Linked DNA regions of Bos taurus: region 1 is linked to region 2. The links are chromatin contacts, called in public Hi-C maps. All regions are on one chromosome and are shown on one strand. Each heading gives the region's core, a stretch centred on a gene start, on an enhancer-like site or on the middle of the called end of the contact. The rest is flanking DNA. Distances are from core to core; before and after follow the strand shown.

Evidence for each region. Hi-C and Micro-C count contacts between places; a contact is called where the count stands out from the background.
Region 1: a Hi-C map of an unstated tissue shows a contact between it and region 2, with 6 times the contacts expected there. The contact joins the enhancer-like site here to the promoter of DNAAF8 in region 2. A contact is called at or near these places in 2 of 11 Hi-C or Micro-C datasets (skeletal muscle and an unstated tissue).

The regions. Positions count from the first base shown.
Region 1 is chr25:3,999,611-4,004,865 of ARS-UCD2.0, forward strand. No RefSeq gene overlaps it. Among named protein-coding and RNA genes, the nearest start is that of PPL, 5.6 kb to the left of the region's middle. Within about 2 kb of position 2,556, at least 42 of the 102 cell types and tissues checked have an H3K27ac peak or open chromatin away from gene starts, as enhancers often do. A contact at or near this core is called in skeletal muscle, where this site is marked.
Region 2 is chr25:3,819,180-3,824,683 of ARS-UCD2.0, forward strand. DNAAF8 (dynein axonemal assembly factor 8) reads left to right here and starts at 1,545. Exons shown (of 10, transcript NM_001435358.1): 1 at 1,545-1,985; 2 at 3,105-3,246; 3 at 3,639-3,767; 4 at 4,917-5,402. The coding sequence starts at 3,139. ANKS3 (ankyrin repeat and sterile alpha motif domain containing 3) reads right to left here and starts at 1,068. Exons shown (of 17, transcript NM_001206229.1): 1 at 1,003-1,068; 2 at 1-61.

The DNA.
Region 1 (5,255 bases), core at 1,306-3,805, 180 kb after region 2:
TTATATGTGCTTGGATTAATTTTTCAATGTCTTTTTTCAATTACTTTCTATTTTTTAGCCATGTGGCATGTGGGATCTTAATTTCCCAATCAGGGATTGAATCTGTACCCCTTGCATTGCAAATGCAGAGGTTTAACCAGTGAACCACCAGGGAAGTCCTTTAGTTACTTTTAAAAGACTCATTTCAAAATGACCCAAGCCTAGCATTCCTACTTCCCAGACCCTTCCCTGCCTCCACTCCCCACTTCATGCCCCTCTGTTAGGGTCCACTACACTCTATGGTGTTAACCTCCTTCTTTGCCAGTCTTCCTTACTGGACTGAAAGATACTGGTTGATAAGGATTATGGAAGATACAACATTTGGGCAAAATAGAACCCATGTTAAGGAAGGAAGCCTCCCTACCTTCAAGTTGCTGATAGTCTAAGGCTGGAGACAAAGAGACAGCAACTACAAAGCCAACTGGGCTGAGTCTAGGGAGATGAACCTTATCAGGGCTCCAAAGATGGGGTAGGGGCAGCAGCCCAGGGAGCCCTGGAGTTCTCACTCAGTCCCTTTCAGCTGTTGCAGCTTGTACGCAGGTCATTTTGTCCTTCTGAGCCTCAGTTTTCCCCGTCTGTGAAATGGACACAACTATAGTATCCACCTCCTAGGTGAGATCCCATGTGTTAAGCACTTGGCATGCCCCTAGGCCCTGAGTGAGGGTCCCACAAATGGGAGGGGTTGACCTCTGCAGGTGGAGGCTCCATGCTTGTGAGGCTGAGGGTTACAAGCAATTACAGGACAATGCAGAACTCCAGACTTCTCCCAACTTCCAAATCCTCCTTCCCTACACCTAGAAAAGTGAAGTTTGGCTTCTGGGAGGGAACCAGACTAGGGACCTCCAGGTGAGCAGGCTGATAGCTCAGCTGCTGTAACAGCCGTGACACTGATGATGTTTGACATTGATGATATTAATGCCATTTCTCCATTATTGAGGACCGACTCTATGCCAGGCAACACAGCATGTAGCCAATATACTTCAGCAGGTTGACACTCCCCAGAGACCCCCACTGACTCCCCGAGGACCCTCCCTCCCAAGAGGAAGCTCTCTTATCTTCCAGGGAAGCTCGCTGAGGCCCCGAGAGGCCCAGTGCCAGCTGGGCTGGTTCCTGGCTTAGCCTGCTCTGGCCCCGTGCTCTCGGACCCCCACCCGTCTCCACCCTCATGGGCTGACTCAGCTGGGCCCGGCCCAAGTGCTTTGGGGAGAATGAGTAGATTTTGGGAGGAACTGAGTTGTCCTTCACCATCCCTCTTCCCTCCAGCCTCTAGAATCTGGGTTTCTGAGCTGGTGCAGCATGTGTGTGTGTGTGTGTGAGTGTGTGCACATGTGTACACACGTGTGCAAGACACTCTGTGGGTAGGCCGGATGGGGTGGGAGCTGGGATCTGGCCCCTGTGGATCCTCCTGTGGGCAGATGGGATTTGCTTGGTTTCGAGGAGCCCTCGTATGCCAAGTGACTCATCTGCTCTGCCTGTGCCGTGGGGTGGGGGCTCGGGGAGCGTGTTTGCTTTCCCCGGGGGGTTGACTTGACGTTCACCCTGAAGGGATGGTACCTGCCCAGCTGTTCTGTTCCCTGGCAACTAGGCCACCTTTGGCCCCTGAACCCCGTCCCCTGCCTAGAGCTGGGCCAGGCGGCTGTCTCCCAGGAGGCCACCACATCTGAAAGGTCACCCACACCCTCCCTGTTTGCGATCATTGTTTCCCCAGCAGCTGGAGAGGTGCTCGCTCACTCCCTGGCTGGCTCAGGTGTTTCGGTGAACCAGTTTGAAACAAGAAGGGCAGCATTCCCGCAGAGAGAGGGGTGTGCAGGATGGAAGGCCAGTTCCTCACCATGGAGCCTCTCCTCCCAGGGCAGAGGCCCAGGCTTTCTGTGGACAGACAGCTGTTCTCCCATCTCCAGGGGTACAGCTTCACCCCCACCTAGAGGGCATTCAGAAATGCAGATTCCAGGGCCCCCATCTGAGATTGCAGCTGGTGGGTCTGGCTAGAGCCTCAGCATCTGCATGTTAACAAGCACATACCCCCCCCACCCCCCCCACCCCAGGATGCTAAAGCTTGTGGGTCTCTGGATTGCCCTGAGAGACACAGCTGTGAGCAGAGAGATGCAGCACATGGGCAGGCCTGGTCTACACCCTCTGGGGAAGAACCCGCAGGCTGTAGCTTGAGGCCAACCTCAGTCTGAATCCTGCCCAGAGTGTGACCTTGGGTTGGTGGCTTAACCTCTCTGAACCTGGCGTCCCCATCTGTAAAATGTGGATGAGCCAGTGCTCCGTGATGGCGTGGCGTGGAGGGCCCTCTCCTCCCCGCCCTCCAAGGGGACAGGAGGGGGCTGGCCTGGCTTCACCCCGTGTTTTGTAACATGTATTTACTTTCCTCGCAGAACAATGCAATGGATGGAAAATCATGCTGGCCGTCCAGTCCAGATGGGCTGAGTCACACTCAGCCCTGGGCCGGTGAGCTCCCCACCACGGCCCCCCTGGGACCAGGGAGGAGGCTGGCCTCTGGCAGCAGAGACAAGAGAGGGTCCACGGTGAGTCACCCCTGTGCCTGCCCGAGTCATCCCCCAGGAATGTGCCTCTGGCCTGAACTCGCCTGGGGCCCCTGGCAGGCTGCCCCAACCTGGCCACCTCCCCACTGCCTGCCAGGAAGCCCCACCCTGATGCCCCCCAAGTGGGCATCTGCGGCTCAGATGACCTTCCTGCCAGCCCTCTCTGGAGGGCTGTGTACCTGCATGACGGTGTCTGCTGTCAAAACATGAGAACAGCTCCTGACCAGTGCCTGAAAAGTGGCAGCACTGAGCCTCCACTGCCCCTGGCCACCCTGGCCCTTCTGCAGGACCCAGCCATGGAGGGGTTAACCCTCTGCTCAGCAGGGGCCTCTTGGACCTGGCTTCACCCACAGGCTGATGGCCCCTCTGGCCCAGCCACACTGCACCCTAATAGCATCTTGCAGATCTGAGCCTCATCGTGAACCCTGGATGGCTTGCCGGCACAACCTACTCTACATCTCTGGACGCCTCATTTCAAGCCCATCCCTGGGCCTCCCAGATGGAGCTGTGAGGGCCACCCAGTGAGGAGGTCATGCTGTCAGGGCAGAGAGTGGAGCTGGGTGGGGTCCTGGGGCCAGACTGGCTCTGCCAGGCCTGGGATCTCCACTGCAGGACAGGCTGCCCAACCCAACTCCAAAACTCCCCTCCCCACGACCAAGCCTACTTCCTCCCTGCCCTGCCAGGGCCCATGCTGCCCAGACCGGTGGGGCTACATTTCTGGAGCCAATGTGTGACAGTTCCTGGGGATGGCCCAGGTCAGGAGGTCAGGACCCCATTCCCTCCTGCACCTGGGGACCTGAGTGATGGACAGGCCAGGCCACAGGGGACAAAACACAAAATCAAATCAAGCTTTAGCTTGAAACCAAACTGGGTTTGAAATCTGCCTCAGCCATATCACCAGCTGTGTGACCTTAAGCAAGTGGCTTAACCTCTCTGAACCTCAATTTTTCCACCCGTAAAATTGGGAAGAGCCTGTGAGCGAAGATGTCAAATCCTCACTCCTCCATTTCCTAGCTGTGTGGCCCTGGGGAAATGTCTTCGACCTTCTGAACTTTGGTTTCTCCATCTGCAAAACTGTGGACACTCTGGCATTTGCTCCAGTTCAGTTCAGTTCAGTTCAGTCGCTCAGTCGTGTCCGACTCTTTGCGACCCCATGAATCGCAGCACGCCAGGCCTCCCTGTCCATCACCAACTCCCAGAGTTCACTCAGACTCACGTCCATCGAGTCAGCGATGCCATCCAGCCATCTCATCCTCTGTCGTCCCCTTCTCCTCCTGCCCCCAATCCCTCCCAGCATCAGAGTCTTTTCCGATGAGTCAACTCTTCGCATGAGGTGGCCTAAGTACTGGAGTTTCAGCTTTACCATCATTCCTTCCAGAGAAATCCCAGGGCTGATCTACTTCAGAATGGACTGGTTGGATCTCCTTGCAGTCCAAGGGACTCTCAGGAGTCTTCTCCAACACCACACTTCAAAAGCATCAATTCTTCGGCGCTCAGCCTTCTTCACAGTCCAACTCTCACATCCATACATGACCACAGGAAAAACCATAGCCTTGACTAGACGGACCTTTGTTGGCAAAGTAATGTCTCTGCTTTTTAATATGGTATCTAGGTTGGTCATAACTTTCCTCCCAAGGAGTAAGAGTCTTTTAATTTCATGGCTGCAGTCACCGTCTGCAGTGATTTTGGAGCCCCCCAAAATAAAGTCAGCCACTGTTTCCCCATCTATTTCCCATGAAGTGATGGGACCGGATGCCATGATCTTCGTTTTCTGAATGTTGAGCTTTAAGCCAACTTTTTCACTCTCCACTTTCACTTTCATACAGGGCCTTAAAAGGATTAGGTGAAGTAAAACATGTAATAATGACAGAAAATAACGACTTTTGTTGAGCATTTACTGTGTGCCGGGCCTTGTGCTAAGTCCTTAGCTCAGGGAAGCATGTTAGCACTGTGATTTCTAGCTTCATCGAGATGTGATAGACATACAACAGAGTACATATATTTCAAGTGTATCATCTGTTAGGTTCTGACAAAAGCACACAGAAGTGGAACCACAACAAAGAGGGCAATCTGGCCTTTTTCCTCTCCCCACTTTTCAGGTGTGGAAACTGAAGCTCCGAGGCATTCAGTGCATTCAACGCCTACTCAAAAAGGTCAGGAAGGGACTCAGGATTTAAACCCTGCAGTCTGAGCCAGCACCCTCGTCCCTACCTCAACCACCATTCAGCAGCAGGTGCCGGGCACAGAGTAGGTGCCCAGTGTCATGTTGAATGAATGAATGGTGTGATCAAGAGGGTCACTGCACCGTGGTCCCAGGGAAGGTCCCCAGAGGAGGACCAAGCAGAGCTAGTAGGTCCTGAGTCAGAACTGGGGTGGAAGAGAAGGGAGTCATTTGTCCCTTCATTCAATATTTATTGAGTATCTACTATGTGACAAGTCCTGTTCTAGGTGCTCAGGGTGCAAATGGAACACAATGGACATAGGTTCCTCCTCTCTGGGAGCTAGTAGGGCAGGAATGAGGAGACAGTGTAAGCATGACATCCCTAGGGGGAGATCACAGCATCTCTCCAATATCCCCAAGGATGGAGCACTGCAGGCAGACAAAATCATGGACCAGGCCCCAAGACACCATGAAGAAAGCAGCCAGACCCCAGGCTGAAGGTGGCT
Region 2 (5,504 bases), core at 295-2,794:
GTCACACTCCTGCCGCAGCAGACTGCCGCCCACAGCAGCTGAACGATCCTGGCCGCCAAACCTGAACAAGAATCCAAATCAGCTGAGTGTCAGTTCTGCGCTCCTTTCAGAACACCCCTTCAGCCTTCTTTGGGGGTGTCTCTTCTACTCCAAATGCCTCCTCCAGGGTAGGACCCACATTCTCTTTTATTGGAGGCTCGCTCAGTTAGTAAAGAATCCACCTTAATGCAGGAGACCCCGGTTTGATTCCTGGGTCAGGAAGATGAGCTGGAGAAGGGATAGGCTACCCACTCCAGTATTCTTAGGCTTCCCTTGTGGGTCAGCCGGTAAAAAAATCCGTCCGCGGTGCGGGAGACCTGGGTTCAGAAAATCCCCTGGAGAAGAAAAGGCTACTTACTCCAGTATTCTGGCCTAGAGAATTCCATGGACAGTCCATGAGGTCTGTCAGACCCCATGAGTCAGACACGATTGAGCGACTTTCACTTTCAACTGTCTGAAACCGGGCACAACGCTGAGGGGCTATCAGAATCATGGAACGAGAACGCGGATGCCCAGGGACCGTAAAGCTGCTTTATCACCCTGCTCCATGCCAGACGCTCTAAAACAACCGGGTATTCCTTAGGAACAAAGTCATATCCAGGTATATATCACGTATACTTGTCGAAAATCTTTTGCTTATCGTTTCTAGAATTTATCTCCAGGAAGTAGCACTGGGAATGAGATCTTTTAATTTTCCTTCCACCTTTGCGTTCTGTCCGTTTGGTAAAATGCTAAGTATCTGTTACTTTTAAAGCACACCAAAGTAGTAAATAACAACAACAAATGACGTTGGTGGTGACCGTCACGCCCACAGGGAGGTCTGTAAAAGCCCGAGGGCACCGCGTCCTGCCCCGGGGCGTGGGCCTTCCGCTGCCTCCAGACATCCCCACCTCGTTCTCCGGCCCCAGGGAGGGTAACCTAGGGAACTACCCAAGCGCCGACGCCTCCTCCCAGTAACCTTACCCCACACGTGGCTTTCCGTCCCGGCTCCTCAGCTGCGAAGAGGACGCTCTGAGCTGTAAACTCCGCGGCGAACCAGCGGCAGGGCTGGGACGCCCCGCGAACGGGCAGCAGGTGCGAGCACCAGGCAGGGGCCGGGCCGCCGCGGAGCCTCCCCGCGCTGGGCCTCGGGCCCCGGGCAGCCCTGGACCGACGCTCGCCGCCGCGCTCCCTCGGCCGCGCCCGCTCGGGTTCCCTACGCGCCGGTCGCCGCCACAGCGCGCGGACCCAGCGGCCCGCTCCCGCCCCGGAAGTGGTTGCGGGAGGCGCGGAGCACGCCGGGACGCTCGCGGGTGCCCCTCGGCCTCTCCCGGCGCTGTGGATTTCTCGTCCGTCCCGCACCCGGACCTTCCGGTCAGCTAGCCCGGCTTGCTGTGTGACGCCCGCAGCAGCCAATGAGCAGGGGGAGTCCGCCTTGCTCCGCCCCTCCGCTGGCCAGGGGAACAAATCGTGTTTCAGGAGCGGCAGGACGCGCTAAGTCCCGAAAGACGAGCGGGGGGGTGGGTGGGAAGGAGTTGGCCGTCCAGTGATGTAAGACTGCGGAGCCGGGATTCCGAAGGCGGCGACGGCCTCAGTAATCGCGCCGCTGCCCAAGCAGGAGAACACGACCGAAAAGGCGGCGGGCCGTTTTCGTCCTTGTCGAGGCCGGGAAGAGAGGCGGAGACCGAGGCCGCAGCTGCGGAGATATATGTTGGGTGGTGGACGGGGTGGGGGCTGGGGAAACGAGCTGGGAAATCGGTGGGAGGACGCGCGATGGTTTCCTGTTTCCGAACTTTAGAATTTAAAAGCCCCACCCGAGTGGACGGTGGCGTCCAGTTGTCATAACAACCCGCGGTCCGGCGGTGGGCGGGGCTAACGGGCTGCAGCCAAGAAACGGACGTGGAGGAACCGTCAGGATTCTGCCGGACTGGGGCTGCTGCTTCGCGTAGCCTTCGGCAGTCCGTTCGGTGAGCGACGCTCCTCAACCTGGTGTTCAGGACCCTTCACGGTCTGGTCCGTTTGCACCGCAAACTCCAGCAACTGAAAATTTCTTTCCCCAACACGTTGGGTACTTTTCACTCCTCTGAGCTCTTAGGTGCTCTTGCCGCAGCCTGTAATGCCTTTTCTTCCTCTGTTACCTTGTCCTCCTGGAGAACTTAAGAGTTTCTGGTTGTCCCCTTCAACCAGGTGATTCTGTTGCCCTCTGATCTGCCCTGCAGCCGGAGAACATCATGTGATGTATATACGAGACCTGCCCTGCTGTTCCCAGATCAGGGTACACCAAGCTCCTGCCCCACTCTTGTGAGCACAGAAAAAGCAAAAAGCCCCCATTCACCTCGCCTGCTGCTTCCCTTGTTGGGGGCCAGGGCTGGGGCAGGAGTGTCCTCTTCCCATTTTATAGTGACAGAGGCCTCTCAGGCTGCAAGTACTCTCAAGACGCCAGCTCTAAAGTGCCATCACCCCACATTTCTAAGCCTCCTTGACCCCTGAAGGGGGTCTGTTAAGACTCTGGGATACAAAAGGGGTGTGTTGGCCAAGTGCCTGATAATTTGAGTGTCAACTCCAAAAAAAGTGTTCTGGGGACTCCAAAATGTCTATTCTGTTCCTTTGTAAGGGGGCAGTAAAAAGTAGTGGCTTGAAATCCCCTCTGACTTTGATACAAATTCTGTCTGTAGATAATAATAGTATCTATGTTATATTGGACATATATGGTTTACATATATCTATATGTATCATATATCTATACATATATCTATATATATATGTATCATTCTGTACATATCCATATACCCACATATCAAGTACATATATCTACATATTATTGTAAACTATCACCATATCCATTCATCTGTGGCTCCATCCTGCATTGTGCACGCGGACATACACACACAGTACATGATGGCACAGTGCCTGGCACTCAGTAACAGGAGCCTGCCAACTAGAAGGGAGATGGGGTATGTGGTCCCCAATCTGTTTACACCTCCCAAGGCAAGGGATGGTATGTGTATGCTTTGAAAAGTCAGCACCCTGAGCTCTGGACCCTTGTCTCTGGGACCCCCCTCACCTCACTCCATGTCCTCTGCAAGGTTCCTTGGATGATGGTACGCTGAGAGGCACCCCATGGCATCTCCTGATGAAGATGGGCGGCCCTCACTGCCCAACCCCTGGGATGCCATCCTTGAGGCCGTCAAGCACCAGCTCCCGTCTCTGGACTCTGATTCCTCTGCGGTAAGCAAGCACCTTCTTCCGACATCTTCTAAGGCCCCCACTGTCCTTTCCTCCCATGACAGACACGATGCTAACCGGAGAGCTCTGTGTCATGTAAGTGAAGTACCAAGCTGTCACCTCATTGCCCTGCTCATTCTGTGCCAGGCATTAACTGGGCTTAGCCGGTGGCAGGTAACCCAGAACTGGGTGCCCTGGATCTCACCTCCAGCAGGTGGTGCTGCTGAGCCCATTTCTAAGTCAGCCTCTGAAATCGGTGTCAGCAAGGCCCTTTGGAAGAGAACTGGTCCCCCCAGACAGTCGGAGAGCCCGGGGCAGGGCAGGTGGGTGGAAGCTGAGGCCCTCCTGGCTCTGCCTCCGGCCGTTTAACCCAAAGCCTTCTCATCTGTCCACAGTCAGACTGCGAGGACGAGGAGCTGTTCATCTTCCAGCGAAATCAAACTGTCCTGATTCCAGACTTGTCAGAGGAACTGGCCGACGACCCCGCTGGGGCCTGGGTCACTTCCTCTGGGTCTCCTCCTGAGGTCTGTTAAATGCAGGCTCCAGGGATCCATGAACCCTGGACTGTCCCGTCAGAATAGGGTGTGGGTGCTCCTGGCCCTCACTGGGCTCTAAAGCAGTGTGGTTCTAAAGAGATTAACGCCTCCGGTCTAGCATCACCTGGGCCTTTCTCCAGGTACAGCCCAAGGAGTTCACACACCAGACATCTACTGGCCTTGTGCACGTCATGCTCCCAGGAGCCCAGAACGCTTAGAGCTGGGGGCAGGGACATGATTTTCTGATTGTACCCCCTGCTCTTCCCTTTGACCCCTCACCACACACAGTCCTGAGTGCAAGCACCGACCCAGGGTCATCACATGCAGCCAGGGCATGTCCACACCAGAAGTCACCCACACCCCCAGCCATGCCTAGAAATACACCTGAAATAACTCTAAACCGGAAAACTGCCAAGGCTGCCAAGCGCCCTGGTTAGTTCAGTTGGAACCATATCCACTTCACTTAATTTTGTGTTTTTTTCATTTCTACAATTACCTCGGCAGTTACTCTTCCAGACAATTATGGTTTAACCTGGGATGGAAAAGCCTGTACTAGCTCACGGGGGTTGAGGCCTGGGTGTTGTCTTTTCTACCTCTAACCACTTGCACCTGTGCACACTGGCGAAAAGGGTGGAACAACCCAAGTGTCCATCAACAGACAAAATGGATAAACAATTGGATAAACAACAGACAATATGGATACAATGAAGTGTATCCATACAACAGAATAGAATTCATCCATGAAAAGGAATGCAGTCCTGACACACAGCACAACACTGGAGCCTTGGAAACACGAAGCCAAGTGGAAAGACACACAAGACAAATACTGTGTGATTCCACGCCTATGAAATGTCTGGACCAGGCAAATATAGAGACAGGAAGTAGATGAGAGCTCACCAGGGGCTGGGGGAGGGGAGGACAGGGTTTCTGTTCCAGGTGATGAAAAACCTTTGGAAATAGACAGTGGGGATGGTTTGTACAGCATTAGGAATAGAGTCAATGCCACGGAACTGTACATTTAAAAATGGTTGACATGGCAGATTTTATGTTCCTTGCGCATCTTACCACACACCCCCCCACCCCGCCCCCGAGGGATGTTTGGAGGCTGCTAACCAGGAACACCTGTTTCCTGCCTAGCTAGCTGCAGTGCCTGTAGAATCCGCCATGGAGCCCTGGGGTGAGTGGAACGCATGGCCCCGGCCCCAGGAGTCGGCCCCTCTGGAAGGAAGGGCCCCCAGCAAGAGCAGCTCTCTTCTCAGGATGTCTGCAGAGACCCCCCCACGGCAGGATGATGATGCAGGTGGGACCCTCAACACCAGTGCGTCACAGAGTCCTCGCCAGGGGCCTCAGGGAGAGGCCACCCGCTCCCCTCAGGAAGCAGGCCTGCAGACAGAGCCCCTGGGCGCGGCCTCACAGGCTCAGGAAGGCTCAGATGCAGCCAGCCGCAAAGCCCTGCGGAGGGAGAGGAGGAAGATGATCGAGAAAGACATCCTCCACAAAGTCACCTGGGACGGCCGCAACCCAGCCTGCCCTGACGCGAGCCGAGGGAAGGAGAAGGCCTGCGACGCTGTGGAGGTGCCTTCAGAGGGGCCCCCAGGGTGTCTGCCCGTCCTTTCCCTCCAGGTAGGCGTGCTCCCAGCCCAGGCTTCCTCGAGGTGGTGGTCCTCCCCACTACACCTGTCTTACCCTCAAAAGTCCCATAGACTTGGGCAGGGGGCTTAAACA